2 separate regions of the Sus scrofa genome follow, and region 2 is linked to region 1. A link is a contact called in public Hi-C data. All regions are on one chromosome and are shown on one strand. The core of a region is the stretch at or near the end of the contact, and the rest is flanking DNA. Distances in the headings are between cores, read along the strand shown. Region 1 overlaps LHPP (phospholysine phosphohistidine inorganic pyrophosphate phosphatase). Region 2 overlaps ZRANB1 (ubiquitin thioesterase ZRANB1).

Region 1 (3,271 bases), core at 608-3,107:
TGTGGCTCAGAGGAGGGCAGAGCGAGAACCTTGAAGTGTTTTGCACTGGGCTTCTCCGGGTTTCTTAGGAAAAATAACGGGTCTGTCTTGATTAAATCCAGCCTCAGTCCCGTCTTTGAGCCTGGCTTAAGCCACACGCCTGTCAACTGAGGAGCTCCTAACCTTGCCCCGGGCCCCAAGTGTGCCCCCAGGTCGCTGGGTCACTGAAGAAGTCCGCACACACAGGAAGCCCACCAATGGGCAGGTGGGCGTGTGGGCGGCCGTGCCCCACCTCACACCACCAGGCCTGGTGCTTTGCCGAGCTCCCCATCGTCCCGTCTCCCTGAGAGAGAAACCCCATCGACATTTGGCCAAAACCTTCTAGACTGCCTTTTCTGTGTAGGTAGCAGATGGCTAATATTTTGGTTTCTTCCTTTTACAAAACCGAGGTTATGATATTTCACAACCTGCCGTTTTCCTGAACGATCATGTTTGGTGGCATCTCGCCATGACCGTTCTTCATTATTTTATTTTATTTTATTTTTTATTGTAGTTGATTCACAGTGTCCTGTCAAATTCTGGTGTACAGCAGAGTGACCCGGTTATACAGATATGTGCATGTGTGTGTGTGTGTGTATATACACACAGTTTTTTCTTATTATCTTCTATCACGTTCTATCCCAAGAGACTAGATAGAGTTCCCTGTGCTGCACAGGAGGATCTCATTGCTTATCCAGTCTGAATGTCATAGTTTGCATCTACTAACCCCACCTGTTCTTCATAACTATAAATTCCTAAGAAGATGCTGCAGGTAAGTGCTGTTGACTGCGTGGCGCCCAGTGAGCCCTCAGCAAAGGTGAGGTGATGCTGGTGCCATTGGCGACGTCACCTGGCTTCCAGGGGCAGCCACACCTGGCCCTGAGTGGCGAGGATGCCGTAAGATGTCTTTTCTTGGAGGTACTTAACATTTCAGACCTTCCGATTTGTTCCTTATGAGGATATAACTCTGCCCTTGTTGGCAGGTGGGGGGGGGGGAGGAGCCTCAGTGCAGGTGGGTGGCAATGGAGCCACCAGGTCCGGAGGCCACGAGGCGGGGCAGGAGGCCAGGCTCTGTGCGCATCAAGACAGGCAGATGCCCTCTCTGCCGTTGGCCACTCCCCAGAGCTGTGCCGTCTGCTGCGGTAGCCATGAGCTGCAGGTGGCAGGGGCACACTTGAAACACGGCTGGTCCAAGTCGAGATGGACTAAAAGGGCTCGTACATATCAGCATCCAAAGACTAAGTGGGAAACAACGTGAGACGCTCATCGGTGATGTTTTATACCAGTTAACATGTTGCCGTCCTGATGTCTTCTGTTAACTCCACCTGCTGCTTCTTCTTTTTGTTCATGTGACTCCTAGAAAGTTCTCACTTGCCTCTGCGCTGGCATCAGGGCTTAGGGCATTTCTGGTGGACAGACCGCGGGGCCCCTGCACCACCTCCTTCTCCCTGCAGATGGCACTCTCGGTACTTTGCACGGTGCTCTCTGCAGATGTCGCCGGGTTGGGGCCAGTGAACGGCCTTGGTACTTTGGCACCCGTGTGAGGAGGCCAGCGTCCTTGCCTCCAGCCCCCCGGGCAGCACCCAGCGCCTTTTTCTCGGGCTGCCCTGCCTGACCCTGGAGCTCTCCACCCCTCTGGCCCCTTCTGAGCCAGCGACCTTGGGTTTGAAGGTCGTCATGGCCCGTGTATCTGCACCGGACGCGAGCCGAGCAGGGGCAGGGTCTGTGGCCTCCCGCCTGCTGGGTCTCTCCTCCGAGTGGCTCCCAGTGGCCTCGCAGGAGCCGAGGGCCCCGGCTGGGTCAGCAGGGCACTGGAAGGCCCTGTGCACCCTGTCCTCTGTTGGTGGCCTTGGTCTCTCTACCCTTGACTGAGTTGGGGGAGCAAGGTGGGTGGAGGCTGGCCTTGTCACAGGGCACAGGTGGCAGCGAGCCGATCTGTGAGGGAGCTTGGCACTCCCATCTGGCCACGTGGCTTCTCCACTGGCTCGAGGCCAAGGGCGGGACGGGGAGGCCAAGCCAAGTGCCAGTCTCAACTTGGGAGCTGCCTGTCTCTGGCCCTGGAAAGAGCGGGAGGTGGGAGGGGACGATGTGGGCCCTCCCCCCCAACATTGCACGAGGCCCCTCAGGCCAGCACTTCCTAGCATACGCACACGCACGCGCGTATACACACACATGCGAGATTGTGTGTCTGAGGCCACAGCATGGCTGGGGTTGGGATTTGAACTTGCCCATGGCTGTGAGGCCCCCTGTGTCCTTCTGTGCCTCCATTCCCCTCACTTCCTCCTGCTTTTATTGCACAAGGGCCCACAGAGGAAAAGGTCAATTGTCATAGTAGGGAGAGGTCCCTGGGCGGGGGGCGGGGGCTGAGCTTGGGAAGGAGGGCTTCACAGGCCTGCCCGCCAGGACCACCAGGAAGGCTCAGGCCCCTCGCAGGAAGGGGCTGGATCCCTTCCAGCAACCCCGGCCTTTGGAGCCAGAGAGGCTCTCGGGCAGACACTTGCAGACACGGCCCGGCCCCGCAGGCCCGCTGTGGACAGAGCCACACAAAGCTTTCTTTTCATTCCTTGCTCTGCTTGGAAGTCCAGGCCAGCGGGTGTGGCTCTCACCTGGCTGGCAGGTGGAGGCCTTTGGGGCGTTCCTCCCACCTGCCCTTTCTGGCATGTGTGACGCACTGAGCCTGCTGGCAGGACCTTCCAGCCTGAAGCCAGGAGGCCACTGCTGCTCCAGACGCCTCGGAATCCCATCCCAACTCCACGGGAGCCCTGTGACCATTGATGGCCAGTCTTCCTGGTCCCAGTAAGTCCTGGAGACCTAGAGAGTGCTCGCTCCCCCCAGCCCCCACCCCCCATCCCCCGGACTAGAGGCCTTTCCAGTTGAGTCGGCTGGAGCCTTGCCTGGGGCCCCCTGGCGGGGTTTGCCAGAGGCTGGGCCGGAGCCTGGCTGCTCCTTCCCCAGCTGGATGCTTTTGCCACTGTCTCCTCCTGGGAACATCCAGCCCTTGTGGCCGGATTCTTAGGGGCAGGGGAGTTCCCGCCGTGGCACAGCGAAACAAACCCAACCAAGACCCATGAGGATGAGGGTTCCATCGCTGACCTTGCTCAGTGGGTTAAGGATCCGGCTTTGCCATGAGCTGTGGTGTAGGCTTGGATCTCGAGTTGCTGTGGCTGTGGTGGAGGCCAGCAGCTGCAGCTCTGATTCCACTCCTAGCCTGGGAAACTTCCTTAAGCTACAGGTGCAGCCCTAAAAAGAAAAA
Region 2 (3,023 bases), core at 467-2,966, 390 kb after region 1:
TTAAGGTGTCTCAACAAGCTGCAAAGTGTATTCCAGCAATGGTGTGTCCTGAACTGACAGAGCAAATCCGGCGTGAGATAGCTGCTTCTCTGCATCAGAGAAAGGGGGATTTTGCTTGCTATTTTCTAACTGACCTTGTAACATTTACGTTGCCAGCAGGTAACTCCAAATTTCAATGTGAAAACAAATTTCCACTTTATTGTAGTTTTTTAATGTCTGAATGAAAATGTCTGTGTTAGAAAACGGATAACTTAGCTACTATATGTGGATCTCAAATTACTCAATTATCCTGTTTTACTGGAAGTGACTAGTGCAAGGGCCACGCATGAGCTAATACTTCAGATCTAAAGGAAGACAGCAGCTGGAAGTGTCATTACTTTCTTCGTTCATTACATCAATGTCTATGATATTTGCAAAGCAACTTTTTTTTTTTTTGGTATTTTTCCGGGCTGCCCATGCGGCATATGGAAGTTCCTAGGCTAGGGGTCGAATTGGAGCCGCATCTGCCGACCTGCGCTGCAGCCACAGCAACACAGGATCTGAGCCGTGTCTGTGTCCTACACCAAAGCTCATGGCAATGATGGATCCTTAACCCGCTGAGCGAGGCCAGGGATCGAACCTGAGTCCTCATAGATGCTAGTTGGGTTCATAACCTGCTGAACCACAACAGGAACTCCCGTGAAGCAACTTTTTATTTTTCAATTCCATGCCAAGTGGAAACATCTTCCAGGATGTTTTTTTTGTTGGAAGGCATTGAATGAATGTACCAAATGGCAAAAGTTTCTAAATAAAACTTATGTTTTGGCTTTTAGTGTTTTAAGCTTTTTTATGTTCAGATGTAAACAGATATTTACACAGTGGTAGGAAATAATTAAGTCTTTTAAAATCATATAAATTTAATTTGAAATGCACTGCATATATTTAAACTTGTTACCCTAAGTGATTAGATTTTTATTTTGAATTGAGTATAGTAATACAGTTTAAATCAGTTTTGTAAGAGTAATAATGCTTCTCAGACTACTCAATTAGAAAACTGAACAGGACATAGAGAACTTGAAGAAGACGGCACAAACAGAGAGCTGTGTGCCAGAATGAACGGTTCCTTCACTTCTGCAGGAAGAACCCGAGGTCTGAGGTTTTAGGCCTGAGCAGAGGTTCAAAGTGTAAAGGGAAGAGGACAGACAAAAATTTGTCTATTGTTATTATTTAACTCGAATATCGGATAGTCCTGTTCCCTTTTCTTTTATTTCAGCTTTATTGAGTCATCATTGGCGTAGGAAATTGTAATACACTTAACGTGTGCGTTGTGGTGATTGGATTCACACATACGTTGTGAAAGGATGGATTCTCCCCCGTTTAGTTAATCCTCGCATTCCTCACCTCCCAGTTTTTCCATCTGTCTGTATTTTGGGTGAGAACATTTCCGTTCTCTTGGTGACTTTTGTACAGTCCACTGTTATAACTGACTGGTCACCTTGTTTCGCATTAAATCCCAAGCCTTCTTCATCATGTAGCTTTGAGTGCGTTCTCTTTTACCAGTTCCCCTACCCCCCTGCTCCCTCTGCCTTGCTCCTGGCAACCCCTTTTCTGCTCTTTAGTTCTCTGAGTTTGACTTTGTTTTTTTCAAGATTCCAGATAGAAGTGATAGCATGCAATTATTTGTCTTCCTCTGTCGAGCGTATTTGACTTGGCATCGTATCTCCAAGGTCCCTCCTTGTGTCGCCCTGGTTGGACAGGACCGGTTGTATAGCTGTACCACTCCTGCTCATTTGTAGCCTTCCACCTGATAGGCCCTTGGGTTGTTGCCGTGTACTGGCTATTGGGAGTGACGCTGCAACAAATATGGGGGTACAGATAGCTTTTTGATATCTTGTTGTCATTTCCTTTGGCTGTATACCCAAAAGTGGGGTTGCTGGATCTTATGATAGTTTAATTTTTTGAGGCTCCTTCATGCTGTTTTCCACAGTGGCTGTACCAGCTCACATGCCCACCAACCATGCTTAAGGGTTCCCTTTTCTCCATGTTCTCCTCAGCATTTGGGATCCCATGTCTTTTTGATGAGAGCTAAATATAAGTACTGGTCCAAATATTTGTATTATTTGTAGATACTTAACTGTTGTGATGATAAAGTACAGAAGGGAAATACTCCCCCCCCCATACATACATGCATGTGTTTTAAAAGAAGTGACTTGACAGCGTTCAGCAGAAAGGGAGCTATTTTAGAGGAAGTTACTGTTAAATGCTGGTATCAGATTTTTTAAGTTGTGAGATATACAAAGATCTTTTAAATCTGGCTTTTCTTTATAGATATTGAAGACTTGCCTCCAACAGTCCAAGAAAAATTATTTGATGAGGTGCTTGATAGAGATGTTCAAAAAGGTAAGCATTGAATTAATGAGTATAATTGAACTTTTATCATTTCAGTAAACTTTTTGCTTTGTAAGGTTTAGAGTAGTTTGGTGTATGGTCAACGGATTTCATTTCTACTAAATTAGAAATTTAAAGTCTTTAAGCACAGTGTCGTACTGTGCTGTTAAAAATTCTCATTCACAGCTCTTAATTATAGTAGAGCGAACAAATAAAAAAGGGATAAAAATTTTAAACCTTGGTTTTCTGTTTTCCTTCTAGAATGAGTGTATTTTCATATTAAACATTTTTAGAAAATGTAAAGAATTTAAAAGTTGAGTAAATTATTCTAGAACTGTTTCAGCTACTCACAGTTTATATTTCAATTGATCAAAAATATTTAGGTGTTCATGACTAAGTTACATATCAACCTGTTTACATCTAGAGAATAGGTTTTTTCTTCCACTGAATAGTTCTTAATTGCAGAGGCATGAAAATGAACATGTTATTTAAATTCCTTGTATAGAGTTAGAAGAAGAATCTCCAATTATAAATTGGTCCTTGGAATTGGCTACACGTTTGGACAGTAGACTCTATGCACTTTGGAACCGAACCGCAGGAGACTGCTTACTTGATTCAGTTCTCCAAGCTACCTGGGGCATTTATGACAAGGACTC

The links. Hi-C and Micro-C count contacts between places; a contact is called where the count stands out from the background.
Region 2: a Hi-C map of liver shows a contact between it and region 1, with 1.7 times the contacts expected there. The contact joins two enhancer-like sites. A contact is called at or near these places in 3 of 47 Hi-C or Micro-C datasets (alveolar macrophages, embryonic fibroblasts and liver).

Annotation. Positions count from the first base shown.
Region 1 is chr14:133,917,249-133,920,519 of Sscrofa11.1, forward strand. The region is part of intron 6 of LHPP (phospholysine phosphohistidine inorganic pyrophosphate phosphatase); the gene reads left to right. Among named protein-coding and RNA genes, the nearest start is that of TRNAE-UUC, 24 kb to the left of the region's middle. Within about 2 kb of position 1,858, at least 25 of the 83 cell types and tissues checked have an H3K27ac peak or open chromatin away from gene starts, as enhancers often do. A contact at or near this core is called in liver, where this site is marked.
Region 2 is chr14:134,310,050-134,313,072 of Sscrofa11.1, forward strand. ZRANB1 (ubiquitin thioesterase ZRANB1) reads left to right here. Exons shown (of 10, transcript XM_013983854.2): 4 at 6-159; 5 at 2,308-2,379; 6 at 2,873-3,023. Among named protein-coding and RNA genes, the nearest start is that of ZRANB1, 58 kb to the left of the region's middle. Within about 2 kb of position 1,717, at least 1 of the 83 cell types and tissues checked has an H3K27ac peak or open chromatin away from gene starts, as enhancers often do. A contact at or near this core is called in liver, where this site is marked.